2 separate regions of the Sus scrofa genome follow, and region 2 is linked to region 1. A link is a contact called in public HiChIP or PLAC-seq data. All regions are on one chromosome and are shown on one strand. Each heading gives the region's core, a stretch centred on a gene start, on an enhancer-like site or on the middle of the called end of the contact. The rest is flanking DNA. Distances are from core to core; before and after follow the strand shown. Region 1 overlaps FAM163A (protein FAM163A). Region 2 overlaps TOR1AIP1 (torsin-1A-interacting protein 1).

Region 1 (6,547 bases), core at 3,996-6,495:
GCTGGCTCCCTCTGGTCCACTTGTTAGGCTAACACTTCTTCCCTCCTCTCCATCTGGCCCCAAAAACCAAACTGTCCATCCCTTCAATGGCCTGGGTTCTTGTCTGGATCTCTTCCAGTCTGCTGACATCTTGCCAGCAAGCGAGACACCCCACAGATGCTTCTGCCTTTCCGGACAAGCCTGTCCAGCAGGCATCGGGCTGGAGGCCTCCTGCCTGGATCTCAGAACACCTTTCAGGAGTTCCTGTCGTGGCACAGTGGTTAAAGAATACGACTAGGAACCATGAGGTTGCGGGTTCAATCCCTGGCCTCGCTCAGTGGGTTAAGGATCCAGCGTTGCCATGAGCTGTGGTGTAGGTTGCAGATGTGGCTCAGATCCCGCGTTGCTGTGGCTCTGGAGTAGGCCGGTGGCTACAGCTCCGATTCGACCCCTAGCCTCGGAACCTCCATATGCCATAAAAAATAAAAAATAAAAATAAATGCTATTTCTTAAAAAAAAAAAAAAGAACACCTTTCAACAACAGTAGAGAGCAAATGCAGATGGAGAGAAATCCACACTTACAATGCAGAACAAGACACCCCGTGAAGAGGAAAAGTGAACCCCTTCCCAGCACATGGGCTGTGATGCCCTGTCCCTCCGGCAAATAGTCAAGTCAGGAAGTAGAACGTGGAGTCAGAGAGCTGGGTGGCAGAGAGATGGGTCCCATGACCCAGGGCATGTGTTCCCTGCAGAGCAAAAACTATAGTGGTCTGGGAAGAACAGTGTGTGCAGTGTATCCCAGCTCTCCCTGAAATAGCTGTGTGACCTTAGCCTAGCCACTTCGCCTTTCTGAACTCAGTGCTTTCTGTAAAATAAGAGAAATCAAACAATTGCCGTGCCTGGTTATCAGACAAGAAGACTCAGGAGAACTCTGTTAGCAGTAATGGACTCCTCCCCAGAAAGGGAAAGAAGCCCAAGTCCAAGGTGAACCAAGACCTTAACATGTTTGCTGACCTCTGCAGCCATCTCTCTGAAGCAGAGAGAACAGATCCATGATCAGGAAGCCTGGTCCCAAGAGCTGCAGAGATGAGCTTTGTCTGTACAAAATAGCCTGCACCCAGCTACCATGACATGTAATTAAGTCCCACTGTGTCCTATAGGTTATTAGCCCGTGGGGGGGGGTCGCAGGCAGAGAGCTTAGGGAAGGCTGTGAGGTGCAGCAGGTGGGGCTGGGGGTGCCCATAAGATGCTCCATGGCAGGACAGGTGGGCAGTGGCGGTAGGGGTGAGTGGGCGATTGGTGAGGAAGATGTCCCACAAACCTGGCATGGGTCTCTTTCTGTGACAAACATGAGTTGAGCATCTCCTGTGTCACCACGCTAGTGAAGGTCATGATCAGCAGACCTGGGGACACATTTTATCTGAGAGGCAGGTCAAGGCCAGAATGGAGGAGAATGACCAACTGTTTTCACATGTGCACACTGGGGTCATGTGTTCTGAGAATCTAGATAGGACTTAACTCTAACCCGCATTCTAAGGCTTATAGGAAGCCAAAATCTGTCCCAAGGGCCATCAGGCCCGTGGTCACTTCTGACTCTAAACTCCTGTGAGGGCTGAATGTGAGTGCATCTGTATTCCACAGATATGCTCCCAGGACTGAACTCAGCCCCTTCATTTGGCTGCAGTGAGAAAAAAATGTCACTCACATTTGTGAGTTACTAACAGTTTGCAAAGACAATGCAAAAAACGTCACGACCTCTCCAGTCTTAAAGCCTTCCTCACAGACCAACTGCGGGGTGTTTAACTGACCACATAGTTACCGAAACATGTTTTCTTTATGATGAGAACCTGTAAGATCTTCTTTATGGCAACTTTCAAATCCACAATAGAGTATTATGAATGCTAGTCGCCATGCTGTACATTACCTGTCTGTGACTTATTTATTTTTATTTATTTTATAAGTGGAATTTTATGTCTTTTGACTCCCTTCATCCATTTCTCCCACCCCCACCCCACCTCTGGCAACCACCGATCTGTTCTCTAGACCCTGGTGCTTGGGGGCGGTGTTTGGTTTGGGGATGTGTTCCTGAAAATGTAAAGTGTTGATGTGTATGCTTGTACTTTTAATTTATCTAAGTAGTATTATACATCGTACTCTGGGTGGGTGTTTGTTGTTTGTTTTCACTTAGCCCCCTGCTACAATTGATCCTGGTTGCTCTGTGCTCCTGGAGTCCATCTGGTCCATTGCTTTTCTAGAGTTGCCTTGTCCTCTGAGGTGTGCGTCTACCTGATTCCAGTGATGACCACTGAGCTTGCTTCCAATTCCCCCCCAGCAATGAACATCTTCACACATAGCCCCTTATGGATATGTTGAGAAATTTGGGGGACACAGACCCAGGAGCGGAATTGCTCTTTCGTGGGGTATGTGTGAACTCCGTATGACCAAGGAGTGCCAGGTCTCTCCCTCAACAGCTGTCCTAACTACATCCCACCAGCCGTGCCCCTAAGTTCCCACATGTGCTGCAGCACTTGGCACACTGTCCACCATCCTAATTTTTTCCAGTCTCCCTGTAGAGGGTGATAGTTCATTGTGGTTTCAGTTTGCATTTCTCAGATTATTGTTTTGGCCATGCCCAAAGCACACGGAAGTTCTCCCGCCAGGGACGAACCTGCAGCAGAGCAGCAACCTGAGCCACAGCACTGACAATCCAGATCCTTTACCCACTGCACCAGAAGAGAACTCCCGCATTTCTCGGATTATTTATAAGTGTGGGCGTCTCTTCATTTTCTTGTCAGCCTTTGGATTGCTTTTTAAATAAACCACCTGTCCACTGCTCATTATTATATTGAGGTTTTCTTTTTTCCTTTGACGATTTGCAGAAAGTTCCTTGTATCTCTTAGCCCCCTCTTCCCAAACCACATGCCTCTTGGGCTGTAGTACTTCATCTTGGGCAGAGGAACCAATCTGACCACCAGTTCATCCCACGCTTATCCCAGGGGTCCAGGCTTGGTATTGGCCAAATTAAAAGGATCCCTTTCCTCTGATCCCCTTGGCCAGCCCTGCCTGAGCACTGAGGTCCAAGAAGACAGGAAACAAGGGGGAAAAAAAAAAAAAAAAAAAACTGCTCCTCTTCTTCCAGGCTGTTAACCTGCTGTGTCAATTTCACGAGTTAATAAATGATTGGAGAAGGCTTAATTGCATTGGAAGAAATTGAGCTCAGCCGGTGCTTTGGCCCCAATTAACTTGTGCTCCTGAGGGGGCCGAGCAGGGTGCAGAGGGCAGCTGATCATTAATTACATGTGCTGGTGCCAGCTGCGGCAGCATTTCCTGCCACCATGAGGGGGTGAGGGAGGCAGTGAGGGAGGTCACCCTGCCTTGGGGCACTGAAGTCATTGAGGGCAGGGGCCCTTGAGAGAGAGCACAGACCCCTGCACCTTATGGGGAGGGGGAAACCTATTTGCAACACCTTCTGTCAGGGAGGCTTTTAATGTGCTCCCAGCCTTTACTGGAAGAATGGCCTTAAAGTCCTGCATCCTGACCTGTTTATTGGCTCCATCCCACCCGGAGACACCAGGTATCTTGGGTCTCCTCGTGCTCCCCTCCTTCTCCTTCTGGCCTTCTTGCCCCAAGGACACAGCATCCAGAGCCAGTCTTGTTATGGGCAGCAGAGGGTGATGCCACAGGCTCTGCAAGGTCACCCACCACCCCTGCTGCCTCCAGCTTGAAATCCTCCCAAAGACCTTCATTCCTGCATCACTTCCCAGAAGGGCCAGATGGTAAGACTCAACCGTGTTGAAGATCGATTCCTGGGCCCCGCCCCTGGAGACGCCGCTTCAGTAGGTCTGGAGTCTCTGTTTAACATGTGGCCCCGGTGATTGTTGCCATCAAGCCAATTTGAGAAATCCTACTTCAGGGGTCACCTAAGCTCCTGGTGAGACAAGTGCAAAGGTTCTGGAAGGAGAGACCGCATCCTCATGACAGGGGCGAGAGGCTCTGCTCCCCAGTGCTTCTCCAGCTCTCTCTCCATCTTGCTGTGTGTGGTTAAGTAAGTCACTTGTCCTCTCTGAACTTGGTTTCTGCATCTAGGTAATAGCGATATTGGCCAGATCTCTTAGAATGCGTCCATTTCCACAAGTCATTTTTCTATAAGTAACTGGTTTGTTAAACAAGCGTGTTGAGTGGTTTATGCTCAAAAAGCAACTTTGATTTTTTTTTTTTCCTCAAGTAATCCTTTAAAGTGTATTCAGTGGGAGAAATTGGCTCCTTCCCCTAAATAGAAGCTTGGGCCAGCCCCATTGCTTTTTCATTCACTCTTAGGTGATAGTCTTATAGTCACTCTAAGGTACAGATACAGTTTCAGCTCAGAAATTAGAATGTCAGTCATGAGTGATACTCAGACTACTCCCCATCTGACAGCTTTAATCGTTTCCTTTCCTCCAGTTTGAATCTGCTTCAGGCTGGAAGTGGCTGGGGTGGTGGCAATGTCCTCTGCCATCTACCCTCCCCCAACTCTTATCCTCTCTCCCACCATCCCCGAGAGCTGCTGTTTCATCAGCTGCCAGGATGGAAATGGAGAATTCTTACTGGTTAGAGAGCAAGGAGAAACTTCAGACTGGCTCTTGCTTTTGTGAATGCTTTGGGGGGCTCTTCTGGAGTTCCCTGCCAGGCCTTTACCCCAGGCGAGCGCATCACCTCTATTCCAGGAGTCCTTGGCAGCTCCTTGCTCAGCCCCTTGGCATCTGCAGGCCACCTCCAGCCTCCAGGACTCGGAGTTGGGGGGGGGGTCCTTCTCGCTCCTCCAGGTGGCGCTCTTGGACCGGACTCAAAACTGCCAGCCCTTCCAGCACTGCCAATGGAGCATGAAAGAGGCAGCTGGACTTCCTCCCCTTAGCCTCCCTTCCCAGGGCAGACAGAGGCTCTTGTCCAGCATCCTGCTGTTGCATCAGGCAGAGGGTTCCCAGCAGCAGCACTGAGGGAAGGAAACAAGGACAGGATAGGATGTGGCCTTATAGGACTGATCTCAGATTTTTAGGCCGGGGGACCTCCAACCAAGGCAGCAGCGGAGATCAGGAAACAAGCCCCCTTGGGGACATCCACTCCAGAGTCCTGGGGTCACAACCAGGGGCCAGCATGCACCTCCATCCTTTCAGCCTTCCTCTCCAGCTCTCACTGACCCTTCTCCCCTCTCTTCTCTGGCAGGGACTGATGCCCTTGGCCATGACACACCCCCAGCTGCTGTCCACTCAGCCACAGCCTGCGTGACTGGGTCGTCGCTGCTCCAGCCATTTCACGTAAGTGTGAGGCACAGGCCACCCTCCCCCTAACCTCAGGAGATGGTGCCAAGACCCTGGATGGAGAGAAGTGTTGGTGGAGAAGGAGCTCCCAGAAAGCCCTGGTTACAGAGGGCAGACCCTGGGGGTCTGCAGTTGGCACCAGGTTTGTCCTCTCTGGCTGCCCTCAGCCCATGAATCAGTCCTCGCTGATTCCATCTATGCAGACCTGCTCAGCCCTGCAAGAAAACAGAGGAACCTTGTTCTCAAAGCCTCAGGAAGTTAATCGGGCAGCTGTTGTGACAAAACTCCATGCCACTTGCCTTTGGGTCCTGACTCAGACACTTGCTACTGTATGACTTTTATGCAAATTGCGTAAAGCTGTGGCTTTTCCTCCTGTAGGGTTTTTTTGGTAAGGCTCAAAGGAGGTGTAGTGGTTATCTTTTGCCGTATCACAAACCACCACATACTTAGCAGCTTGCAACAACCCACACCAATTATCTCACAGTTTCTGTGGGTCAGGAATCCAGGCGTGGCCCGCTGGTTGCAGTGTTTCAGGGTGTGTCCTGAGGCTGCGTTCAAGGAGTCCACTGGGGTTACCGTTTCATCTGAAAGCTTGACAGGGGAAGGATCAGCTCTTCTGCTCTCAATTATGTGATTGTTCAGTTCCTTTGGGACCATTAGATTGAGGGCTTCAGCTTTTGTTGTCTGTTGAACTGAAGGCCAGAAGCCACCCTCGGTTCCTTAACACATGGGCCCTCCTAACGTGGCAACTGGCTGAACCAAAACCAGCAAGGGAGAATGTCTTGGCCAGTAAGAGGAAAGTCAGAGTTTCATAGAGTCGACGAACAGAAAACATCCCGTCCTCTTTGCTGTATTCTATTAAGAAGCAAGTCACACTGGCACCCACCCTCCAGGGGAGGGAGGTACCCAAGGCATGATTGCTGGGGGGGCAGGCTCATTTGGGGCCATCTTAGAGCCTGCCTGTTGTAAATGGGGAGAGAAAGGGAAACATGTAAACTACAGAATACTGTTTAGATTCAGGGAGTTATTGTGATCATTTGCAAAGAGGAAATGAGCCCACCTGAAATCCCAGAGAGCCACTGGGGTAGGAATTTAAATGCTACGGTGCACCATCAGGGCCGGGCCCTGGCAAAGCTGCCTGGGATCTGGCTAGTTTACCACATGCCCTTGACATGTGCTTTCTTGGTTTATGATGATCAGGCCAGACCTAAGTGGCCACAAAACCTCCGGGCCTTCCTTTTCCCCACAAATAACTATGTCTGAAGGATATCTTA
Region 2 (5,934 bases), core at 292-2,791, 77 kb after region 1:
TTTATAATAAAAACTGACTTTAAAAAATAGTGCTTGCCAGCTTAAAGGAAATTCCTGTGAGATCAATATGGAAAATGACACCATCTGCTGTTTTTATTTTTTTTTTAAATAGTAATGCTAGTACATCTTGGAGTGTATACAATGGCTATTCATGGAACTTGAACACTAGTAATGTCTGCAGACTATTTTTTATTCTCTTTTTCTTGCTGCCTTACTATCTGATTTCTAAAGCATGATTGGCATTGAATAATTCATCTTAAAAGTTACCTTTCTTAATATATAGCCGGGCTCCACAAACCATAGTCTCTAAGTGAAATCTGACATGCAGTCCTCTTTGCGTACAGCCTATGAGTGAAGAAAAGATTTTTACATTTTGTGAAATAAACACACACACTGACATATGATAGAGACCTCATGTGTCTCAAAAAGCCTAAGATAGTCACTGTTCTGCTCTGAAGGGGAGAAAGTTTATCAGTCCCTGATTACATCAGTGGCAGAAATGAAGGCAGCACATTAACAAAATTGCCATTTGTTTGTTCTAAGAGTAAATTCAGAGAGTTAAAATACTTGCCTGGCCCGTAGATTTATTGTAACATTCCACACTAGATTTTGTTGACAACACAAAAAAACAGGAGACATAATGACTTCTGTATTCTATCTAGTATTCTCTTTGAGAAAGTATGATAATCTCACTTCTGAATCTTCATATCTTTGTCTCCAGACACAACATGATAAACGAAGTTTACACTTCCTCACATTCCACAGGTCTCTAGGAATAGGAAAGTCTATAGTAGAAATATGCCTGGGGCTTTGTCCGTGCCAGGTAAAAGAAAGTGAGCAGAAAGTGATACAGTTAGTGGACGGTCTCCATCAGAGGAGGTGGTTGTAAGTAACCTATTTTTACAGCAAACATGAAGACCTAGGGCTTTTGAAAGTACCTTTTCCAAATTGGTTGAAATTGTTAGAAAAGTGACATCTCCTTAATAGCATATTGAATTATTGCCATTGTCGAAAAGCCACAGCTTTGGGGAGTTCCCGTCGTGGCTCAGTGGAAACGAATCTGACTAGTATCCATGAGGATGCAGGTCCGATCCCTGGCCTTGCTCAGTGGGTTAAGGATCCAGCGTTGCTGTGAGCTGTGGTGTAGGTCGCAGATGCGGTTCCGATCTGGCATTGCTGTGGCTGTGGCGTACATCAGCAGCTATAGTTCGGATTTGACCCTAGCCTGGGAACCTCCACATGCCTAGGTTGCAGCCCTAAAAAGGCAAAAAGACAAAAATAAATAAGCCACAGCTTTTACCATTTCTTATAATAACTTTTTAAATTAAGAGTATTATTGCTCCAAATAGGATTTTAATTTCTTAAAATGTCTGCATCAGTGTAGAGAAGAGTAATATCTTTTTAAAATAATATTTTTAGGAATTGCCTTGTGACACAACAGGTTACGGACCCAGCATTGTCACTGCAGCAGCTTGGGTTCAGTCCCTAGCCCCAGAACTTCCACATGCCACTGGCGTAGCCACAAAGAAAAAAAGGCAATTTTTTTTTTTTAACGCTTTAACTTTCCACATGTAGCAATCAGGAAGTTTAAAGTAAAGGAAGCTGAATAATAAAAGAGGGAAATGAAATTAAAATTTATGTAGTCATAGATACTACTGGTTTATTTTCAGATTATATTTAAATATTTATCTGAACATTCTTTGTAGCTTGGGTTAAAAAGAAAATGAAGTGTTAAACAGTGGCGTGTGTTGGAGTTCCCGTCGTGGCGCAGTGGTTAACAAATCTGACTAGGCACCAAGAGGTTGTGGGTTGGATCCTTGGCCTTGCTTAGTGGGTTAAGGATCCGGTGTTGCCGTGAGCTGTGGTGAAGGCTGCAGACGCAGCTCAGATCCCGCGTTGCTGTGACTCTGGTGTAGGCTGGTGGCTACAGCTCCGCTTCAACCCCTAGCCTGGGAACCTCCATATGCTGCAGAAGCGGCCCTAGAAAAGGCAAAAAGACAAAAAAAAAAAAAAAAGGTGGCGTGTGTGTGTGTGTGTGTGTGTGTGTGTGTTTGTAGTAATAGTTGCCTAAAGAAGTGCCCTACTCTGTGGAAGAGGTCAGGAACATTTTTATGGAGATAGCATTTGAACTGAATTTTGAAAGATGAAGAGCAGGCAGAATGGGGAAGGAAAGCTGCAAATACTACAGTTTGTCTTGTAATAGAATGTCACTATTGTACTTTTAGAGTCCATGCAATGTGAGAAACTCTTTACTCTTTAGAGATAGCATTCTCACATTAGCTGTGGCTCTTTGAGATACCTTATGTTAAATTTTAAAATGATCAAATGCTAAATTGGTAGACGTAAATTTCTAGAGTTTCATTTTCTAAAGTGAGAAATGTGTTTATAGCCAAGATAAAAGCCTATTACAATGATGATTATTTATCAGGTAAGTAGGATGTATTATTATTTAAGCTGCCTAGTTCATAAAATACTACTGGATTATGAGACACGAAATACTGTTTTTCTGTTCTTAGTGGTATTATTAAGATAGCCTTGCTTGACATGTTATTGTTTTTGTCTTGGGTACTGCTGATAAATACTTATTGTTAGGAGCAAAGAATTCTAAATAAAGCATCTGTAGACACTAGATTAAAAGTTACAAAATGGGTGCAGTCCTAAAAAGCAAAAAAAAAAAAAAAAAAAAAGTGTTCAAAAATAGATTAAATCTGTGATTTATTAAATACTTCAAATATAACGTATTAGAGGTATTAAAAGGAAATAGGGAACTCCATTTATAAGCTGGTTAAAAGATAATTCTTGAGAGTTCCCGTCGTGGCTTAGTTGTGACAAACCCAGCAAGTATCCATGAGGACGCAGGTTTGATCCCTGGCTTTTCTCAGTGGGTTAAAGATCTGTCATTGCTGTGAGCTGTGGTGTAGATTGCAGATGAGGCTTGGATCCCTCGTTGCTGTGACTGTGGTGCAGGCCAGCAGCAACAGCTCTGATTCAACCCCTAACCTGGGAACTTCCCGTATGCCTCGGGTGTGGCCCTAAAAAAAAAAAAAAATTCTTAAATCTTCCCCCATGCTAATTAGAACATAAACAGAAAAAAAAAGGAGATTGCGTTTTAGGCAACCTGGTATATAAAGTATTGATTATTAGTTAATTGGCTCTAGACATAGTGACCTGGAACTTCACAAGTATGTAGAAATAAATTATATGAGGATGAAAAAGGGAGGGATTACTGTACTATTTATTTTTTCTGATAGCTCAGTGAATAGTGTAAATCTTAAACATATTTTTCTTTCCATTAATACAGATTCAGAAATCAGTTCAGCCTTAAATTTTGTTACACCAGATAATTTTTCAGCTACATAAAATATAATGTCCTAATATAAATGTAACTGTAGCAAAGCTACTGTATTATATGACTTACACTTAGGTGTTGTTGGAACCTGCCATTTTAGGAAGAATTCACTTCTCAGCCTTCGTCATTTATTCATTTATCCAAAATATTATTTAGGGTGACTTTTTGGTTGCACATGTGAGGTGCGTGGAAGTCACTACTTCAACTTAAGAACAAGTCAAAAACTGACAGCTGAAAAATCAACAACTCTTCTTATATCTGTAAGAGAGGAAAGGACCCAGGTCAGACTGCTGCCCCCAGGATTGGAGAAACAGGCAAACATAGGACATCATGGCTTACTGGCATATGGACTCAGAAGCATAAGCCTCTGCACGAGGTAGTACTGGAAAACCTGAGCCGCAGTTGATGAATTGCTAGAGGCTCAGCATGAACATAACTGAGAGTTAAAAATTCCAGGAGGACCCAGTGAAAGGGGGGCTCGTACTCTATTGTGAGGTTTACCTCCAGAAGCTCAACCAGACTCCCCCTGATAAACATCAGCACAAGATCCCATCTTGCTTCTGCAAGGGAGAAGGGGAAGGAAACATTTTGAAAGATTCCAGGGCACGTGTTCTTAACAAGGCAAGTCCTCCGGGAAATCTAGTTAACTAGAGCCTAACCTACTGTGTTATTATCAAAGCTCAACTGACCTGAGGGGAGGTAATTACTCAGCTCCAGACCACTCTGGACATGCTGTCCCACCTAAAGGGGGAAGAGGGACAAAAAGAAAGGAATTGTTGTGAAGTTCATGGTCCAGAGGTATAAAGCTTACTAAAAAACAGAAACCTAGAACTATAGAATACTTCCCCTCTCCCAATACCACCACCATATTACTAAAGGCTTATTTATAGCTGGTTTTTTTTTTAGCCAGTATCTTGTGTCCAGCTATCAAAAAAATTAGTGAGAAATGCCAAAATGAAATAAACATAGTTTGAAAAGATACAGTAAACAGCAACTAGATGTGGCAGGGATGTAGAATTAACAGACCAGGAATTTAAAGTAATTATGATTAATATGCTAAGTAAGGGCTCTAATGAATAAAGTAGACAGCATGCAAGAACAGATGAATAATGTAAGCAGAGAGAAATCCTAAGAATCAAAAAGAAAGACTAGAGATAAAAAAAAAAAAAAAACATTATAACTAAAATGAGGAATGCCCTTGATGGGCTTATTGAACTGGACCCAGCTGAGGAAAGACTCTCTAGAGGCTGTATCAATGGATTCCTCAAAGAAGTGATAATTATGTAAATGATAATTAGCTCATGCTATGCTAATTATATTACAATATATAAATATATCAAATCAACACACTGTACACCTTACACAATGTTAAATATCAGTTATATCTCAATTAAAAAAGTAGAATCATTGGAGTTCTCTTTTGACTCAGTGGGATAAGGATTTGGCATTGTCACTGCCACAGCTTAGGTCGCTGCTGCGGTGCAGGTTTGATCCCTGGCATGGGAACTTCCACATGCTTTGGGTGCAGCCAAAAAGAAAAAAAAAAAGAATCATTGAAAACCTGAAAGCAAAGAAAATGACTGAATAATACAGACTATCCTCTACTGTACAACAGTTAACAAAAGGTATAAGGTACTCATATTATGAATAACAGAAGGAGAAGGAACAGAAGAAACATTGGAAACCATAATGACTGAGAATTTCCCAAATTAATGAAAAATACTAAACTTCAGATCCAGGATGCTCACAAACACCAAGCAGGATAAATGCCAAAAAAAAAAAAAAAAAAAAAAAAAAATCATTTTTAAAACACAGTAAGTCATAGATACAGAAAAAATCCCAAAAGAAGCCAAAGGAAGAAAATAAGTGACCTGTATAGAAATAAAAGAATTACATCTAACATCTCAGAAACCAGGCACCCAAGGAGAGATTGGAGTGAAAGATTTAAAGTATTCAAAGAAAAATATACCACCAACCCTAGCAGAGTTTGTCTTGCAAAATTATCCTTCAAAGGTGAAGCCTCTGCCCAGGCTAAGGAAAAAAAAAAAAAAAAAAAAAAAACCTGAGGGGGAAAAAAAGATAGGACATAAATTGCTAATGTCAGAAATTAGAGAGGGAACGCTGTATAAGATCCCATGGAAATTAAAAGGATGACACAACTGTGTTATGAACAACTCTGCTCCCACAGATTCGACAACATAACCTAGATGAAATGAACGGATTCCTTGAAAGCGTAATCTGCCAAAACTTACTCAAGAAGACATAAGTGACCCTAGTCAATCTATACCTCTTAACATAAATTGAATCAATATGAGTAACCTTCTAAAGCAGAAAGCACCAAGCCCAAATGAATTTACTAGTAAATTCTATCGAACATTTAAGGAAGAAATTAAACCAGTTCTCTACCACTTCTAGAATAGAAGCAAAGAAAGTACCTTCTGACTCATTCTTTGAGGTCAGCATTATGCTAATATCAAAACCAGACAAAGGCATTATGAGAAAAACTATAGACCATTGTCAGAAACACAGCAGAGTGAAACATCTACCTTTGTCTTTCTCCTACACTCCACAACCAGTGAAATACC

Evidence for each region. HiChIP or PLAC-seq counts read pairs in DNA pulled down with a chosen protein or histone mark.
Region 2: an H3K27ac HiChIP or PLAC-seq map of alveolar macrophages shows a contact between it and region 1. The contact joins two enhancer-like sites. A contact is called at or near these places in 1 of 5 promoter capture datasets (fetal liver), 14 of 47 Hi-C or Micro-C datasets (alveolar macrophages, blood, embryonic fibroblasts and 8 more) and 1 of 2 datasets of contacts at active chromatin or transcription factors (alveolar macrophages).

What each region holds. Positions count from the first base shown.
Region 1 is chr9:121,445,121-121,451,667 of Sscrofa11.1, forward strand. FAM163A (protein FAM163A) reads left to right here. Exons shown (of 5, transcript XM_021063745.1): 2 at 5,179-5,270. Among named protein-coding and RNA genes, the nearest start is that of TOR1AIP2, 41 kb to the right of the region's middle. Within about 2 kb of position 5,246, at least 9 of the 83 cell types and tissues checked have an H3K27ac peak or open chromatin away from gene starts, as enhancers often do. A contact at or near this core is called in alveolar macrophages, where this site is marked.
Region 2 is chr9:121,526,115-121,532,048 of Sscrofa11.1, forward strand. The region is part of intron 4 of TOR1AIP1 (torsin-1A-interacting protein 1); the gene reads left to right. Among named protein-coding and RNA genes, the nearest start is that of TOR1AIP1, 13 kb to the left of the region's middle. Within about 2 kb of position 1,542, at least 1 of the 83 cell types and tissues checked has an H3K27ac peak or open chromatin away from gene starts, as enhancers often do. A contact at or near this core is called in alveolar macrophages, where this site is marked.